Linked DNA regions of Sus scrofa: region 2 is linked to region 1. The links are chromatin contacts, called in public targeted proximity ligation maps. All regions are on one chromosome and are shown on one strand. The core of a region is the stretch at or near the end of the contact, and the rest is flanking DNA. Distances in the headings are between cores, read along the strand shown. Region 1 has its middle 44 kb from the start of IMPA1. Region 2 has its middle 33 kb from the start of FABP5.

Region 1 (4,083 bases), core at 678-3,177:
GAATAGGTAATACAATTTCATTAATCAGCCTTTCTGCCTACAAATAATATGACGTCCATGTACAATAATAGTAGTTATCTTGCATTTCTTTTGCTCTTTTCTCTCAAATGATTCTAAGGTCTTCATGTAGCCATGAAAGCTTTCCATTGTCGGGATATCCTTGTCAATAATTTATTGTACTATAGGTATTACAGGGAGAACTAAACAAAAAAAAGATTTTGTGACATTTCTGGGGGTAGAGATTACTGTCTTCGGGAGACTGAACTAGAATTTGTAACCTCACTTCCACCCAAGGCTCAAGCTCCCAAACCACATCAAGTAGCAAAGTAAGTGAGAATGGATTGGACTAATTGAATAAAAAAAACCAAAAAACAAAAAAAAATCAGTGTCCTGGCCCAAAATTCTCCTTAAGAAATATGTCATGTGAATATTATTCATATCTGAAATAGCCACTTTTGTAATTCCCTCTATGGTGCAATAGGTTGAGAATCTAACTGCAGTGGCTCAGGTCACTGTGTAGGCAAAGTTTCGCTGCCTAGCCCGAGCAGTGGATTATGGATCTGGAGTTGCCACAGCTGTGGCCTAGGTCACAGCTGTGGCTCCAGTTCAACCCCTGGCCCAGGAACTGCCATATGTAGCAGATGCGGCTATTAAAAAATTGAAAAAAATTTTTTTGTCTTTTTAGGGATGCCCCTGCATCATATGGAGGTTTCGAGGCTAGGGGTCAAACCGGAGCTATAGCTGCCCACCTATGCCACAGCCACAGCAATGCAGGATCTGAGCTGTGTCTGTATCTTACACCACAGCCAATGCTGGAGTCTTAACCCACTGAGTGAGGACAGGGATCAAACCTGTGTCCTCATGGATACGAGTCAGAGAGCCATGATGGAAACTCCATGAAAAAAATTTTTAAAAAAGGAGTTCACATTGTGGCTCAGCAGGTTAAGAGCCTGACTAGTATTCACGAGGATGTGGGTTCAACCCCTGGCCTTGCTCACTGGGTTAAGGATCTGGCGTTGCCACAAGCTGCCCTGTATGTCACAGGCAAGGCTCGGATCTGGCACTGCTGTGCCTGTGGTGTAGCCTGGCAGCAGCAGCTCCAATTCATCCCCTGGCCCAGGAACTTCTATGTGCCACAGGTGTGGCCGTTTAAAGAAAAAAAAAGAAAAAAAGAAAAAAGAAAAATACCACTTTGGAATTTTTCTCATTGTAAATTGCGTACGTCTGCATCTTTGTCACAATTGCATGTGTATCATACATTCATGTACACAATGATAGAATGTGCGCAAAGAAGAAAAGGGAATGGAGTTCCCATCGTGGCACAGTGGTTAATGAATCCGACTAGGAACCATGAGGTTGCGGGTTCGATCCCTGCCCTTGCTCAGTGTGTTAAGGATCCGGCGTTGCCATGAGCTGTGGTGTAGGTCACTAGGTCGCAGACTCAGCTCAGATCCCGTGCTGCTGTGGCTCTGGTGTAGGCCGGCAAGTACAGCTCCGATTCAACCCCTAGCCTGGGAACCTCCATGCCGAGGGAAGCAGTTCTAGAAAAGGCAAAAAGACAAAAAAAAAAAAAAAAAAAAAAAAAAAGGAAGTGAAAGGATGAAGACCTTAGGTCACAGACTCTGGGGATTCAGTGTCAAAGTGTCTGGTTTAGTCAGAGCAACCCTCATTCCTGAGCCTCTGAAGCTGGGCACGTCCAGACTCACCAGAGAAAGCCATGTGAGTGTGGGTCCTGCCCTTTTCTTCCTCCAGGCTCGGTGTGTTAATGACTGAACTCACTCCACAATTGTTTCCCTGGGGGGCGGGGGGCGCGGGGGGGGGGAGTTCTCAGACATAGTCATAATTCCAAAGCCAAGCTGCAGCGTTCTTAGCTATTGATTTTGCAGTCTTCACTAGTTCAGGAATGTTCCTAGGACCTGGCAGATGAGCAGTTGTTTTCCTGAGTGAGGTCATTGAACGCACTGCCTGATAAGCAGCCATCCCCTGAGTCTGAGATAACAATGATTGTTTACCAGAGGAGCACATCACCTTTTCTGGGGCGGAGGTTCCTGAGGTCCTGACACTGCAGACTTTCTGGCACCAGGGAACCTCAGCAGTCAAGGTTCCAGCACCCAGAAAAAGGACTCATGCTTTTTTTTTTTTTTTTTCCGGTGGTATTTGTGGCATAGAGAAGTTCCGGGCTGAGGATGGAACCTGTGCCACAACAGTCACATCACTGGAGCCTTAACTCACTAGACCACCAGGGGACTCCATGGACCCATGCTCTTAAGGGACCCTTGGGGCTGGGTTCTGTGCTGCTGTGTCTTTTTTTTTTTTTTTTGCTTTTTAGGGCCACACTTGTGACATATGGAGGTTAGGGGTAGAATCAGAGCTACAGCTGACGGTCTGGCTACAGGCACAGCAACGCAAGATCCAAGCTGCATCTGCGACCTATACCACAGCTCACAGCAACACCAGATCCTTAACCGAGTGAGGCCAGGGATCAAACCCGAAACCTCATGGTTCCTAGTCAGATTCTTTTCCACTGCGCCACAATAGAAACTCTTTTTTTTTTTTTTTTTTTTGCTTTGTACTCTTGAGTTCACACAACTGGGAATTTGTTGGTTTGCTTGCTGATTTGTTTGCTGATTAGAGTCAGCAGTGAGCCGTGACTTCAAGGCCACTACATAAGCAGTGGAACAGAGGGCAGGGGACACAAGGGACGGTCCTGAGGTGGCAGGCCAGGGCACACAGATGGTGAGAGGTCATCAACAATAGTGTGAGAGCCAAAGGCCATTCTCCTCCACTTCTTAGAAGTGGGTCTAGACCCTCAAGAAGACTCAGTCGGCTGAAAGCTAACTGAAGAGTAAAAGATATTTATCTGCATACACACTCACCCACTCAGGATGCAGGGAAAGGGTCTCTGCCCATGTGATTCAGGACCTTGAGATGGGGAAATATCCTGGGTAATCCCAGCAGGTACTAAATGCTATCACAAGTGTTCTTGGAGGAGAGAGGCAGAAGGAGAGTTCCACACACAAAACAGAGGTGATGTGACGATAGAGGCAGAGATTAGAATGTTGTGGCCTGGCCTGAGGAGTTTCAGCTGTGGTTCAGCGGTTTAAAAACCCCACTAGTATCCATGAGGATGCAGCTTCGATCCCTGGCCTTGCTCAGTGGGTTAAGGATCTGGCATTGCCGCAAGCTGAAACATAGTTTGCAGATGCAGCTCAGATCCCGCATTGCTATGACTGTGGTGTGGGCCTACAGCTGCAGCTCTGATTTGACCCTTAGCCTGGAAACTTCCATATGCCACAAGTTTGGCCTTAACAAAACAAACAAACAAACAAACAAAAAAAGAATGATGCGGCCCAAGCCAAGGAATGCCAGAAAGCCAAGGGAATACCAGCCTAGGCCACCAGCATTCCACCAGAAGTTGGAAGAGGCAAGGTTCTCCCCTAGAGCCTCCAGGGGGAGCATATACCTGCTAACACTTTAATTTTGGTTCAGTGATATGGATTTCAGTCTTCTGGCCACCACAACTATGAAAAAACACATTCCTAATGTTTTAACTCCCCCAGTTTGTGAGAATTTGCTTCAGCAGCCACAGAAAACTAATACAGAATATTATCTAATACAGATGTATTTATCTACTCACAAAAAAAAATCACTTTCAAATATAATTATAAAGTTTAGATTGTAAAGACTTCACACCCTGTACCTTCTTCCCTTTAACTTTACTATAACCTGTCTTCTCATCAATCCAGCTGTCCTGAGGTTGGCTCACTTCCATCCCCAAATTTCTGTAGATGCTTCTCATCTTGTCTGCATTACTCTTTACACTGTCATGTGTTAGCCAGGAGTCCATTAAACATAATTGATTTTTTTTTCTTTTTAGGGCCACACCTGTATCATATGAAAGTTCCCAGGCTGGGGTTGAATCAGAGCTGCAGCTACAGGCCTATGCCACGGCCATGGCAACACCAGATCTGAGCCACATCTAAGACCTATGCTGTAGCCTGTGGCAATGCCAGATCTTTAACCCACCAAGCAAGGCCAGGGATCAAACCTGCATCCTCAGGGACACTGTGTTGGGTTCTTAAC
Region 2 (3,575 bases), core at 295-2,794, 330 kb before region 1:
ATAACTTTATTTATTTATTTATTTATTTATGTCTTTTTAGGGTCATATGCCCAGCATATTGAATTTCCCAGGTTAGGGGTCGAATTGGAGCTGTAGCTGCCAGCCTACACCACAGCCACAGCAATGCTGGATCCTTAACCCACTGAGTGGGGCCAGGGATTGAACCTGCATCTTCATGGATACTAGTTGGGTTTTGTTACTGCTGAACCACAACAGGACCTCCTTAAATAACTTTAGAATGAGTGCATTATTCCACATCCAGAGTTGTTAAAGATACTTACTTGTTGTTAAAGAAAAATCCAGGTCTCATGTGCATTTATCTATTTATTTAGAGGCAAGCAAAGTCTTTATTACAGGAAAGCCAAAAGCTCCCAGGATAGCTGGGAGCGGGGAGAAGAGCACCCCTCTCTATTGTCTTATAGGGGTTTTTATCCCTTAAAGATGGGGAGGGTACCAAAGTGGGGTCCAGAAAGATATGATTTTCTCCCATTGGCCTTGCCCAATTGCCTATATCAGTCTTTGTCCAATAGGGGTATTAGGGGTGGAAATGTTCATATGTCTTTTCATTTTATTTATTTATTTTTTTGGTCTTTTCTAGGGCCTCTCCCCACGGCATATGGCGGTTCCCAGGCTAGGGGTCGAATCAGAGTATCGCCGCCAGCCTATGCCAGAGCCACAGCAATGCAGGATCCGAGCCGTGTCTGCGACCTACACCACAGCTCACGGCAATGCCGGATCCTTAACCCACTGAGCAAGGGCAGGGATCGAACCCTCAACCTAATGGTTCCTAAAATCGGATTCGTTAACCACTGTGCCATGATGGGAACTCCCTCACGTGTCTTTAAAATGCTCCAACTACAAGGAATTCAAGCAAAACAAAAACGTGTTGCAAAATTAGAAGGAGTCCATTTTCCCCTACAAGTGAGATTAGTTAAACTAGCTGCATACTGTACACATTCTGCAATTGTTTACTATTTTAAAGAGCACTTACAGCCATTTGTCCTTACCATGTCTTATATTAATCATTATATTAAGTACTTTTCATGCATTATGTCTTTTTTATTTCTGCAACTATCCTATTAATTGTGGATATGATGACTATAATTACCTCCACTCTATGGGTGAAACAGTTGCTTGAAAGCATCTGTAGTTAGCAAAAGATGGAGCCAGAGTTGAGCTCAGAAATTCTGAATCTAGGACTCAGGCTCTTAATTACTACAGATCCTGTTTTCTTTCATTGCTATATTAATATAAGTAAAAATAAATAAAAGATTTGGAAGAAGGGAGAGTTTGTCCTGATGAACCTGAAATACCTGCCTAGCTTTAGGTTGGGGCTCTGTATGGCAAGAAAAACGCATTTAGCAAAGCTGAAATGGTCCCTATTTTTTCCCCTCTACATGTGCTAATGACTGGATTGTGGCAGCTATATTTAGCCTCTGAGACCTGCAGAGGGAGCACATGGGCTTGAAGCTGTTTCACTGTTCTGTTGGCTATAGAGTACACAACTTTAGCCTGTTGGAAGAAAGGCGATATCTTGGGTCCTGTCCCTGACTCATTGTCACCTCTGTTAAACTCTATCATCAGACTGAACCACAGCTTCCTCCTCTGTAAAGCTATGGTCTTTGGTTTTTTTTTTTTTTTTTTAATTCTATAAACTTCAATTGCAGATCTATTTTAAGTAGGAACATGGGGTTCCTGGTACCAAAGATATTTATTCATCTCACTAAAGTCATACTGTTTAACTGTGGAGCTATAGTTCAAGGCAGAATATATAGTAAAAGACAAGCCACATTATTCCCTCTTCTCAGATATTCCAGTTTATTAACTATGCACAAAAGTAAAAGGAAGAGGCTTTAAGATTATTATGCTTTATTGTAGATAAGTAAGGATATTATGTGAAATAATACCACTGACATAACAATAATCACAATAATGTTCTCACTTGTATTCATATTAGTTTATGGCAACTAGATATATAAATTCTGTAAATCTAATTTATAAAGTCAATCACTACTGAGACATGTTTACACATAAAATTTCCTGACAAAGAATTATAAGTGACCAAGAAGCTCATGAAAAAGTACTGATATTACCAAGAGGGGAAAAAAAAAAGTGATAATTAAAGCAATACAGTTGTTTACCCCCCAAGTTGATAAAGACTAAATGAAAGTCTAATTTGGCAAATGTTTCTAAATGAAAATTTGGTGATGTATTTTGGAATTTTATATACTCTCTAACCCAATATAGTTTATTTCCAGAAATTGATCTTATATAGATAACCACACCGAAAACTATAAAATCTTACTATTTTTTTAAAAAAAGATCTAAATAAATTGAGGGACAGCTTGTGTCTTTGGATTAGAAGACCTAACATTGTTAAGCTATCCATACTACCCAAAGAAATCTACAGATTCAATGCAACATCTATCAAAATTCCAATGTTATTTTTTGCAGAAACAGAAAAGCAAATCCTCAAAATCATATGGAATCGCAGCTCCAAGTAACCAAATTAATCTTAAAAAAAAAAAAAAAACAAAGTTGGAAGACTCACACTTCCCAGATTCAAAACTTACTGCAGAGTTCCAACAATCAAAACAGTAAGATATTGACATAAGGATAGACATATAGACCAGTGGAATAGAACTGAGAGTTTGGAAATGAACTTATATGTTTATGGCCAATTTCTTTTCAAGAAGGATTCCAAGACCATTCAGTGGGGGAAAGCATAGTCCCTTCAACAAATAGTGCTGTGAAAACTGGATGTCCTCATACAAATGAATGAATTTGGACCCTTGCTTCACTTCATATACAAAAATCCACTGAAAATGGATGCACAGCTTAAATATGAGCTAAAATCATAAGACCCTTAGGCAAAAAGTGAGGGTAAATTTTCATGAACTTGTATTAGGCAATAGTTTCTTAGATATGACCCCCAAAGCATTAGCTGCAAATAAATAAATAAATAAATAAATAAATAAATAAACATTAGTTTTTATCAAAATTAAAAACTGGTATTGGTGGTACAGTGGTGAGTGTAGCTGTCTTCCAAAATTAAAAACCTTTGTGCATCAAAGGACATTATCAAGGCATTAAAAAAGACAATCTAGGGAGTGCCCTGATGGCCTAGCAGTTAAAGATCCGGCATTGTCACAGCTGTGGCTTGGGCCAGTGCTGTGAAATGGGCTTGATCCCTGGCCCAGGAACTTCCTCATGCCACAGGTGTGGCAAATAAGTAAATAAATAAATAAAAGAGAAAATATTTGCAAATCATGTATCTGATAGGGGCCTAGTGCCCAGAGTACACAAAGAAATCTTATGTTTTGACAACAAAAAAGACAAACAATATTTTTAAAAAATGAGCAAAGGACATGAATAAACATTTCTCCAAAGCAGATATAAAAATGACTAGCAAACACATGAAGAGATGCTCAACACTATTGGTGACTAGGGAAACACAAATCAAAAACCACAGTTAAGTACCACTTCACACACACAAGGATGGCTATAATTTTTTAAAAATGCAAAACAGGAGTTCCCATCATAGCTTAGCAGAAACAAATCCGACTAGGAACCAT

Evidence for each region.
Region 2: a targeted proximity ligation map of alveolar macrophages shows a contact between it and region 1. A contact is called at or near these places in 20 of 47 Hi-C or Micro-C datasets (adipose tissue, alveolar macrophages, embryonic fibroblasts and 10 more) and 2 of 2 datasets of targeted methods (alveolar macrophages and skeletal muscle).

The regions. Positions count from the first base shown.
Region 1 is chr4:54,986,180-54,990,262 of Sscrofa11.1, reverse strand. No RefSeq gene overlaps it. Among named protein-coding and RNA genes, the nearest start is that of IMPA1, 44 kb to the right of the region's middle.
Region 2 is chr4:55,313,385-55,316,959 of Sscrofa11.1, reverse strand. No RefSeq gene overlaps it. Among named protein-coding and RNA genes, the nearest start is that of FABP5, 33 kb to the right of the region's middle.